Linked DNA regions of Mus musculus: regions 1 and 2 are each linked to region 3. The links are chromatin contacts, called in public Hi-C maps. All regions are on one chromosome and are shown on one strand. The core of a region is the stretch at or near the end of the contact, and the rest is flanking DNA. Distances in the headings are between cores, read along the strand shown.

Evidence for each region. A called contact is a pair of places that touch in the nucleus more often than the background predicts.
Region 1: a Hi-C map of group 2 innate lymphoid cells shows a contact between it and region 3, with 6 times the contacts expected there. The contact joins two enhancer-like sites. A contact is called at or near these places in 3 of 484 Hi-C or Micro-C datasets (the HPC-7 cell line, embryonic fibroblasts and group 2 innate lymphoid cells) and 1 of 115 datasets of contacts at active chromatin or transcription factors (astrocytes).
Region 2: a Hi-C map of group 2 innate lymphoid cells shows a contact between it and region 3, with 2.8 times the contacts expected there. The contact joins the promoter of 1700061F12Rik here to the enhancer-like site in region 3. A contact is called at or near these places in 1 of 484 Hi-C or Micro-C datasets (group 2 innate lymphoid cells) and 2 of 115 datasets of contacts at active chromatin or transcription factors (T-cell acute lymphoblastic leukemia and astrocytes).

Annotation. Positions count from the first base shown.
Region 1 is chr2:9,293,174-9,296,755 of GRCm38.p6, forward strand. No RefSeq gene overlaps it. Among named protein-coding and RNA genes, the nearest start is that of Gm13219, 57 kb to the right of the region's middle. Within about 2 kb of position 1,493, at least 1 of the 459 cell types and tissues checked has an H3K27ac peak or open chromatin away from gene starts, as enhancers often do. A contact at or near this core is called in group 2 innate lymphoid cells, where this site is marked.
Region 2 is chr2:9,188,253-9,191,508 of GRCm38.p6, forward strand. It overlaps 1700061F12Rik (RIKEN cDNA 1700061F12 gene), which reads left to right and starts at 1,263. Exons shown (of 4, transcript NR_038180.1): 1 at 1,263-1,395; 2 at 2,047-2,155.
Region 3 is chr2:10,007,596-10,011,225 of GRCm38.p6, forward strand. The region is part of intron 2 of Taf3 (TATA-box binding protein associated factor 3); the gene reads right to left. Among named protein-coding and RNA genes, the nearest start is that of Taf3, 39 kb to the right of the region's middle. Within about 2 kb of position 1,841, at least 26 of the 459 cell types and tissues checked have an H3K27ac peak or open chromatin away from gene starts, as enhancers often do. A contact at or near this core is called in T-cell acute lymphoblastic leukemia and group 2 innate lymphoid cells, where this site is marked.

The DNA.
Region 1 (3,582 bases), core at 243-2,742, 710 kb before region 3:
AGGGTCATCAAAGTGGTTTGCCACTAAGCCTGATAACTGAGTTCAGTTCTCAAGACTCACCCAGCAGAAGGAAAGAACCAACCAATTCCCACAGTTTATTCTCTGACCTTCAGAAATATACCATAAAACATGGGCCAGCATGTATACACATACCACCTCCAGATGTGTGTATGTAGCCTTAAACATGTGTGCACATTCACATATGCATTCAGGCACACAAACACACATTAGGTGAATACAAAATTATAAATAATTTTTTAAATTGTAACTGCGCATTTTACATAAATGTTAAATCTGCATCCACATATATGCAATAAGGTACAAAGTGGGAAATCTTAATGGTGATTTCTTAATATGTTCTAAATCAGAAATAAGATAACCATCAAATAGCACAGCTCTTGGTTTAGTCTTACAACTATTTTTAAATCTTTAATGACACAATAAATATCTCTTTAGAAACAATTCCAAAATTTAATAGATTTTTCCTAACTCAAAGATACATCCATTTTTAAAATAACCTGTTCCATGTTCCCATTACTATAAATGACATCAAGATGTCTCAACCCTTCTATACCCCTTTGTCAAGACAGATAATATTTATCTTCCATCCTGTGACCATCATATCCCAGAAGTGGTCACAGGGAGCAATGTTCAGGTATCATTATGGCAGTAGGATCTAGTTTTGTTCTTCATGTTTTCCATTACTTGTTTCTCAAAGGAAAAAAAAATTAACTGTTTTTCTTTTGGGTTTTATTAGGAGTAACTTCACCAGGCCTGACCACATCATATACTTTCATGCATAAAATAAACGAAGGGCCTAGAGATTAGTACTTAAGAGCTCTGAAGGCCCTTTCAGAAGATTAGAGTTCATTTCCCACATAGGGTCTCTCTTAACCACCAGTAACTCCAGCTCTGGGAGACCTAACATCCATTCCTAGCCTCTTTAGGTACTTACATTCATGTGTGCGTGTGTGTGTGTGTGCACGCACGTGCGCGCACACACACACACACACACACACACACACACACACCACAAATTAAATAAATAGATAAGTAAATAAATAAATATTTTTAAAGCCTTTTTGAGTCCATTCTTTTTAAGAATAATCAAATAAGCATCATTTCCTTAGAAAGTTCTAGAAAATGAATTCAGACGTGCATTTCATAGTCCTGGGTTCTATCGTAAGGATGCACTGTTCAACATGGGTGGGAAGAGAAGCCAGCGGGACAACAGACCCAGCATTGAGGATCTAAAAGTAGAAAATGGCTTCTAAAGAGTGTAGGGGAGAATTCTGGATAAGACTCAAGTAGGTAGGATTGTAGGACAGCCTTATCTACCTGGGCAATGACAGTGCAAAGGGGATGCTGTGAGAAGCTCACAGAACCTAGGATAGGAGAAATATGACTCAGAATAGTAAAGAACTTAGGAAACAGGCAAGCCCCAGTGTCATCAAGTTTCCAGTCTGTTGAGTGACACAAGCCAGTGACAACTGTGTGAAGGGTGACAAACACACTGAGCAGAGAAGTGATGTGTGCTTACATGGCACATGACTGGGTTCTCTGTTCTAACCTACCTTCATGGAAAAAGTGACACTAAATTAAGGTTAAGAATTGTTGGTTTTAAGAAGAGAACAGAAAAAATACTCTGGGTGAAGAATAGAACATTATGATAAGATTATAGATGACACTTGTCACGTCAGACACAAGGAGGTGAGACAAGTATCAGGCACCCTCAAAAATGTCACTCATTTCCTTTTGACTTAAGCCAATGACCCACTCCTAGGCTCATAGTTCCTGATTTTAGGCTGAACTCTCTCTCTCACCTCTGTGTTCTTCCAAGACAAACTTGAGCCAGTTTGCCCTGCATTTATCTGAAGCTTCTTCTCCCAGGTAACTTGAAAAAAAAAAAGATAATAAATAACATCTCTATTTGTTATTTAGAAATCTGTAGGACTCGTATGCATGTGGAGACTCTAGTCTCCGGTGAGTTCTCAAGTCATATACAGATTGTCACTAATTAGTTGCTCTTTCCATGTTTCATTATATACATTCTGTCTCCCTCTCATTGTGGCAAATTATAAATTACTTGGTGATATGGCATTTTCTTATTTATAATAGGAGCATGTCTCTATGGAATCCAAATATTTGTTCCTTGACATTCAAATCAAAGGCAAGCAAAAACATCATGTGTTCTGCCCTTAAATACAAAGAATTTATATATCTTTGACATCAATATGCAGGCTTTAGTCATATTCATTTCAACACTTCCTAGTAAAAACAAATAATTTTTATGGTCAATATGCTTGTTATATGATCACTTGATCTTCTTCATTGAATACATTTTTTTCTTACATAATACATTTTCCTGATCTTCTTCCCTAAAAGATGGAAACAGAACAAAGAGAATCCTTAGATACAAGGCTGAGCTTACATATTACCCAGTAGTGACATGCAGTATGAATCAGTAGTCATATCTTATTTGATTTAGAGAGAATGTGCTATTGGGTTGTTAGGGATGGGTCTAATCTAAGTCACTTCTCAATTATAGGGCAGGTGAATCCTCTCAGAATTCTGCCATTTAACAGAGTGCATGTTTCAGTAATAAATTAATAAGATAGAACAGTAATTACCTCTTTAGCTCTTCCTATCTAGACTTGAGCCAGTGAGTACATTAAATTTGCTATGAAAATGATCTGCTCAGTGTATGACTAAGGGCAAGAGAAATGAAGAGGCCAGTGCTCTTCTGGATAGTTTTATCATTAAGCTGATCTGCTCAGGACTTGGCCACTAGGAACACACTATCCTCTAGCAGAAAAGCTGTAAGGGTGGTTAACATGTGACATTTATGTAGAGGTGTACACTTAACAGAGGGTTCACACACACACACACACACACACACACACACTATTTCATCCCATTGACTCAGTAACAGGCCAGGTAACCTCCTAGCTGTGTTTACTCTGAGCCCTTGTGATCTTCATATGAGCGAAAGAGATTTCATGATCCTGACAAGTAAAGAGCACAAGATTTATCTCCTGCCACATCCACGAACATATCATTTGCCTTGATTGCCTAGCCAAAAATTATGGTTATGTCATTCCAGTCAACTATTCCACCAAATACAGAAATGGGTTCTTGCCAAGCATGATGGAACACACTTATGACCCTAGTACTGAGGAGGCCCAGGGTAAGACTGATCTGGAGCCATCATAAGAGCTTCATAAGAACTGATCCCAAACATTAAGACTAAAAGGATAGAAGAAAGCAAAGAAGGAGAGAAAGAAAGGGAGGAAGGGGAAGAGACGAGATAGAAAAATTGAGGAAGACAGGAAGACAAAGTAAGAGACAAAAAGAAATGTTGATAGACAAGTACTTTTTTCTTATTTTTTTTAGAAATGGAGTATGAATAGCACCATTTTTGGATGCTGCGGCTCCACCCAGAGATTGAGCATTCAGGGAAAGAAATGTTTATTGTGTTTATGTTGTAGACATAACACATTTCAGAACCAATTCCAACCATCAAGTTAAACTGCATGGCAATCAGAATCAATCTGTTTCCTCTTGCATCATTAAACTGTAGGT
Region 2 (3,256 bases), core at 13-2,512, 820 kb before region 3:
AAGTTTCTATCTAGAGACAAGTTTCTATCCAGAGACAAGTAAACTGAGACAGATCTAGAGACAAGTAAGCTGAGACAGATCATCAATTATCCTAGCAGTCTAGAAAAGAGGTTAGCTTAAACCAAGACAGTAATGTAGGATCAAGCTATCTCCACAACATAGCATAGCACTCTGCTCCACTCTAATTAATTCCAACAATAAAGGGTCATGTTAATACTATGATGTGCAAAGTTGTATTTCCCTTAATATTTTATGCATTTGAATACATTTCCATTTATTCTCATCTTTTCTTTTCTGAACTGAACAGACCGCATCCTGACGCTCACTTTTTAAACAGTCTTGGGAACTCTCAATAGAACAGACTATTCACTCACAGGTAGATAGTTCTCAGGGGGCTTACCTGCAAGATCTGGGTGTTACATGGAAACAATGTAAGATTGTCCACAGGAGTGTGGATGACCCAAAAGAGAACTCCCTGGAAACTCTAAGCCCAGCATGTGACCCCATGGTTACATGAGTGAAACCTGTTTCCTTGCCTTCCCTAGCATATATTACCTAGCACCTTCTGAGAGCCTAGGGCCACCTGCAATTAGGGCAGAATTGAATGCAAATGGCTTGGAGGAGCAGCTGGAACCTAAGATGAGGGTGCAGGGATTCTGCCCAACCTTTCTTCCATGAAGGAATGTCAACAATCAACAATCTCTGCTGTGATGATCCCAGCTAATCTCAGGGAGACCCTGGCTGTTGTGTGCCTAAGAGAGGGCTGTATGAACACACTTTGAATGGAGTTTGTGTCATGCAGTAGTCATGGTTTGAAAGACTAGGAATAAAGACGAGATGTGGTGCTTAAAGAGATACAAAGTTAGTTTCTCTTTGGCAAGTTACTGGAATTAACCAAAGCTGTGCTTAACCAATGGAAAAGTCTGTGAAGAACCATGAAGATGGTCAAACTCTTTGCAAACCTCCCAAACTATGCATAACATACAACTTATGGTTTTATTAAAGTAGCAAATCAACTACACCTATGTATTTGATCATAGAAGCACCTGTTCACAATCCAAGGAATGCTCATTCTTTCTAACTGATTGCAGGAGAAGTGAGAGTCGGAGTGATCTGAATTAAGAATTCTTAGCCATGAGAAATGTTGCCAAACTCTACCTTTTTTTTTTATGAGATATTTGAAGATATGTGCAGTCTGGCATGTGATGCGTAGTGTTCAGAAACTCTCTTACAGATTCTTCATTGTGATGAATGGAATCTTAGAACAAAGAGTTAACCTAGGATGAGTGTGCCAAGGTTGAGATCCCTGACTGAAGTTACAGATGGCTGTGAGTCATCTGCGTAGCTGCTGGAGTAGCAATAAGAGCCCTTCATCACTGGGCTCTCTATCCCCAGGTATTATTCATTTTCAATTTATTTTAATTTTTACAATTTAAGATGTGTGTATGTTGCAGGGTGAGTATGTGCACATAGGTTTATGGCTCAGAGTCCAGGAGAGGGTGTTGGCTTCCCTGGAACTGGAGTTGCTGGAAGGTTGAGCTGCCTGTGGGAGCTGGGAACTGAACTTGAGTTTTTTGGAAGAGCAGTCAATGCTCTTATCCTCTGAAACAGCTCCCTTCCCCCTAGTAAGGAATTCTTAGGAAATATCCTTTGAGGATTTTTTTCTATTTTTTTTTTAATTTGTTGGGAGTCCTCATCTGTCCATTCATTATAATTTTGTTTCCTTTAGTTCTTTAAAAGTCATATCCTCTCATTCTATCATACTCATTTCCTTAGAGTCTACTTATAGCAATGTATTTTTCTCTTCTATAGAGAGAACAATTTCCAAATACATGACAAATGACTTTTAGTCTCTAGTCTTATTGTAGGTAAATCCTCCAGGAATTTCCAATTGTAGAGACTGTAGAATCTTCATTGGAGTGGATGATTTTGTTCTAGATGGAATTTAATTTCTGAGTATACCCCATGTACTTGAAGATGGTCTTAACTATGCTCGTGTGAATTTGTGTTGACTTTACTTTCATTCCAAAATTCCTTAATTCCTAGACCTTATTCCTGAGGAAAAATAATTCTGAGTGTTCAGTGAGTTCCTAAAGTGTTTGCCAAGCCATTTCAACTTGACAGGACACAGGCTCTCATCTTGACCTGCGCTTTCGTGAGTAATTCTTGACACTTCTGCTGTGGTGCTGAAGTTAAAACCATGACAGTCATCTTAACATTTGAACTACAAATGAAGCACCTGTTGTATCCCTCTCATCTCCTTTGTTTTCCCATGGATGTACAGCACTCTCTAAAGATCTGCTGAACATCTATGCAAATGTTCAAATGAGACCACTATTTCCTTTTTTTTTTTTAATTTCTCACTTTCATTTCCAGATCTCATGGGTATCCTGAATTCTACATTTTGGACACCTTGAGTCCAAATTAAGTTCAAAATTGAACTCTTTCAGTGAGTTCAAAATGATCAGTATGAAGACTGGAGACCAGTCTTAGAGCTATAAATGTTATATTCCAATATGAATCCCCTTTTTAATGACTCGGTCCCCTCACTTTGCCTGCTGTTGATTTCTTTTCAAAACCTTGTAACAGGGGTTTTACATTTTTTTAAATTTTCAGTTATCATCTATTGTCAGCGTAAAGTCATATCATTAACCTTTCTATTCCTGCATTGTTTGGAAAATAATAAATCTGGATGCTATTCTACCCACTACACTTTAATCTTTGTAACTATGATATCAGGTCCTAATGGACATAAGTAAAGCAATATATTATCTCTAGAAAATAAACATCAATCTTATGATGAACCTTCCCTAGAAGGCAGAGTGGGTTCTATAAAGACACATGTGTTTCAGACACACATTTCAGAACTCCAAAATCCAATCAATTGAGAAAGACATATTGGACAAGTAAGGCAATCAGACAACCCCATCATGGGCTGGAAAGATGGCTCCACAGCTAAGAGCACATATTGCCCTTGCAGAGGACCTGACCTGCATTCATTTCCAGAAACCACATCAAGGGGCACATATCCACCTATAAGTTCTGCCCCAGGATTTCAGTGTTGTCTTCCAGCTTCTACAGACACTAACATACCCATACACACACAGAGAGAAACACATAATTTAAAAGCATTAACAATAAATCTCTTAAAAAAAACTTTCTTATTAAATTGCTGTGCTAGCTTGAAACAAAACACTGAATGGAGTATTAGAATATTCCTCTGTATTTACATATTCAAGGAATATGAATCCCCAAT
Region 3 (3,630 bases), core at 591-3,090:
TTTTTAAAGAAAATGCTAACAGTTTCTAGAAGGGTGCCAAGTATTTCTATAACTTTTACTTAAGTGGTCACATAAATGCATTAAGTACTGAGAGAGAAGGAGGGAGGAAAGAACACAAGAGGCACAATTCTGGGGCAATGAGTGACACGGTTTCCTGTGTAGGAATAAGAACACCTGAAATCAACACCGAAGTTGGTCCCAGTCTCCTTACCTCAATTATCCACTAAGAGAGGAAAAGTCCCCTTAAAGCAAGGAAAAGCCACCGACTGATCTCTAAAGGAGCAAGAGCGAAGAACATATATTTTAAGAAATTGAAAAGCATAAACTCATACAGCCATAACAAAATACGGAATCCCAAGGCTGTAAAGTCTGCAAAGCGTTGTTGTTACATAACGCTGGAGAAGAAAGCCCACCGAGACATGTAACTTCTCTAGAGCGTGTGCTTTCCAACTGTAATGTGGCCCCTGCATGGGGGCATCTAGCAGGATTGCTACCAAGAAAGAAAATAAATTCTAGGTACATTTGCCCTAAGGTGATGGTGGTCTTACCTGCAGAAAATGGAAACAAACAGACTCGAAACTCTATGAGAAAGGTATCAGAAGGGTGTTCCTCTGAGTTAAAAACAAACCAGTGAATGAGTCTGTGTCCTTCCTGTCTTCTCTGCCTGTCACACACTCAAGCAGCAGTTCTTACAAAGGGTTCCTCACAGCTCCTCGTACGGGTAGGATAGGTTTCCTTTCCCACCAGAGTTTCTCAGCTAAGGAAACCAAAATCTGTGGCGTGGCCCCTGGGTAAGATGGATATCTATACAAAGTCAAAAATGATTATTTTAACAAGGAAACTCAAGTTATGTTTTTAATTTATAAATGCCTTCTATAATATTTGTTCTCTTGGCATTTTCTTTAAAAAGAAAACCAAGCAGCTTCTCATACTTCATCAGTTTAACACTGGAGCTCACGGCTCACGGCTGCCCAAACGCTACTTTAATCGGTTCCTGTCTCTTTAAAAAGCCTGCATAATTAATGACACTTTTAGTGCCATTCAAATAAATAAAAACCAGTATGGGTATATTCCACATGACAAGCTTATAGCTTTAAAAATCATTAAGAACTTGGCAATAATATTTTCAGCGAATTTTACTATTGCCTATCGATCCTAATGCACTTGACTTATCTGTAGAGATAAAACTTATCTTGACCTTGCTGAATACAAACAGCCCAGACTAAAACCTGTGATAGCCTCTGTGGGCGAAAAGGCAGCGATAACCATTACAAGACAATACAGGCAAGTCCCCACATTCAATACAAATGCTCCAACAAAAGGAAATTTTGCTTTATTTCCTCTTTGGTTATAAGAAATAAGAAAGCAATGGTTTTATGCCTTCAGATAAACAACATTCAGTTATTTTTTTTTCTAACCTACCTAGTATATTTTAAACAAACAGCAAAGCCTCTGTCTTAAGAAGTCCCATGAAGTACAAAGGAGCAGGGGACCAACAGGGAAGAAACTGAATGTCTTCCTTTGGGGACAGCTATAACATCAGAAAAACTCTGTGAAAAACAGCAGAATCCTTCCTTACCATAGCCTGAAATTTTCAGCTTTCACTTTAGTTAAACTCAAATATCCTGAAATGACACCTCCAGTGACTGAGGCCTGAAAGATAGTTCCAAGTGTTTCCCTTTATGTTATGATAGTGCCCTTACACAGGCTCACTCTTCTCAAATGTTAACACAGTGTTTTGTTTTGTTTTTTAAAATCAGATTGTAAAGAGCTAAATCCGAGTGGAATGGCCCAGCCTACTTCCCAAGCCTGCACAGCAGGCAGGCGGCTGGGTGCAGAGGGAGCTCACATGAACCCACTTTCACTTCTAGGCGCCTCTCTGCAGACAGAGCTACCTGTGCCACCTCTGGCCTTGTAACTAAAGTACTTCATGAAGTTAAAGAAAATTCTCAGGAAAATGCTGATTCCTTCATTCTACAAGGCTACTCATAGTGCTAAGATTTCTGATTCTCAACTAAATTTCTCTTGCAACTTTAAAGCACAAAATGAAATAATTTCAAAATATTAGTCATAAAGTTTCAGTTCCAAAACTGAGAAAAGACGTTATAGTTTGGCCTTGAAATCAATTTCTTTGATTTTAGACTACTTGGGGAGGCAAACCATAAAGCTTACGAAGTGTGGCCGGCCGGCCCGGGCGCTTGAACTCCAGGCTGGGACTCTCTAGTCTCACTGCCCTCCAGAGCCTGCAGAGGCCAGGCCATGAGTACACATTTAGTCACTCCAAATGACATTTATGAGAGTTAAGCAAGAGAGGCAGTTTCAGCCACCTTTCCACATCACTCTTTAGTGGTTTGATAACTGTATCGATGGCATATGATTTTAAGGAAGCACGAAAGGAAAAGTTATTAGCAAACTTGCTAAGGTGATCAGTAGCTTGCATCAGCAGAGCACTAGCACAGAATTAGCGGTCCTGCTACTACGCCAGGCACCCGAACACTCCTCTTGACCATGGCATATTAACTCCACTGGAACCAAGAATTTTAAACGTTCCCTACTGGATAATTAGCTCGTAGGGCCTAAATGAAACCTAAAGTAATTTTTATACATTTCCATCTCCAGCATTGCTTAGTGTAGAGAAAAAGCAACACAACTTCCTATATTTTAATAGAGGGCAGTTTAGGCACTTAGCTATAGATGGAACACAGACTTAAAAAAATGCCATCCACAAACAAACTCTGCCACAAAGAATACGGCTCAACTGCTAATTATACAGAGAACGGATTTTAATTACATAGAGAATATTGCTTTTAAAAACACTGCAAATTGCAAAGGCAGACAAGGAGTTAGGGAAGCAATACATTTCTCTTGCGTTACAACAGTGCCCTCTACTGGCAGTTATAGAACCCTGCAGACATAAAGTATGACATTTTTATAGGGGGGAAAGGCCAGGAAGAACAGAAATCTTAGCACTATGAGTAGCCTTGTAGAATGAAGGAAGCAGCATTTTCTGAGAATTTTCTTTAACTTCATGAAGTACTTTAGTTACAAGGCCAGAGGTGGCACAGGTAGCTCTGTCTGCAGAGAGGCGCCTAGAAGTGAAAGTGGGTTCTTGTGAGCTCCCTCTGCACCCAGCCGCCTGCTTGCTGTGCAGGCTTGGGAAGCAGGCTGGGCCATTCCACTCGGATTTAGCTCTTTACTCTGATTTTCTTTTAAAAAAAAAAAAAAAGGCCAGGAAATTGTGCTGCTTTTAATGTAAATGATGAAATCCAACTTGTGTCACGTTAAACCTAAACCAATGTTTAACTTGACATATGAAAAGCCTTCTGATGAAATTTGTAGTTTTAAAACAACTGAATTCAAAGAATGTTTCCAACTATATATCTAGTTAAAGACAAACCACATTTAAGTGATAAATAGATATTAGAAATACTTCAACATTTCTTGGTAAAAAATTCAGAGAGCTAAAGAAACTAAGATCTCCAATTAAATGTATGAATATTTTTCTTGGCATGCCATAAAAGTCACCACCCAACTCATTAACAACAGGTCTTCAACAACAAATTATTGAAACCAATTCAGAGCAGAGACAATATATGACTTTACTTATTATCTCTTGTAACTAGAAATATT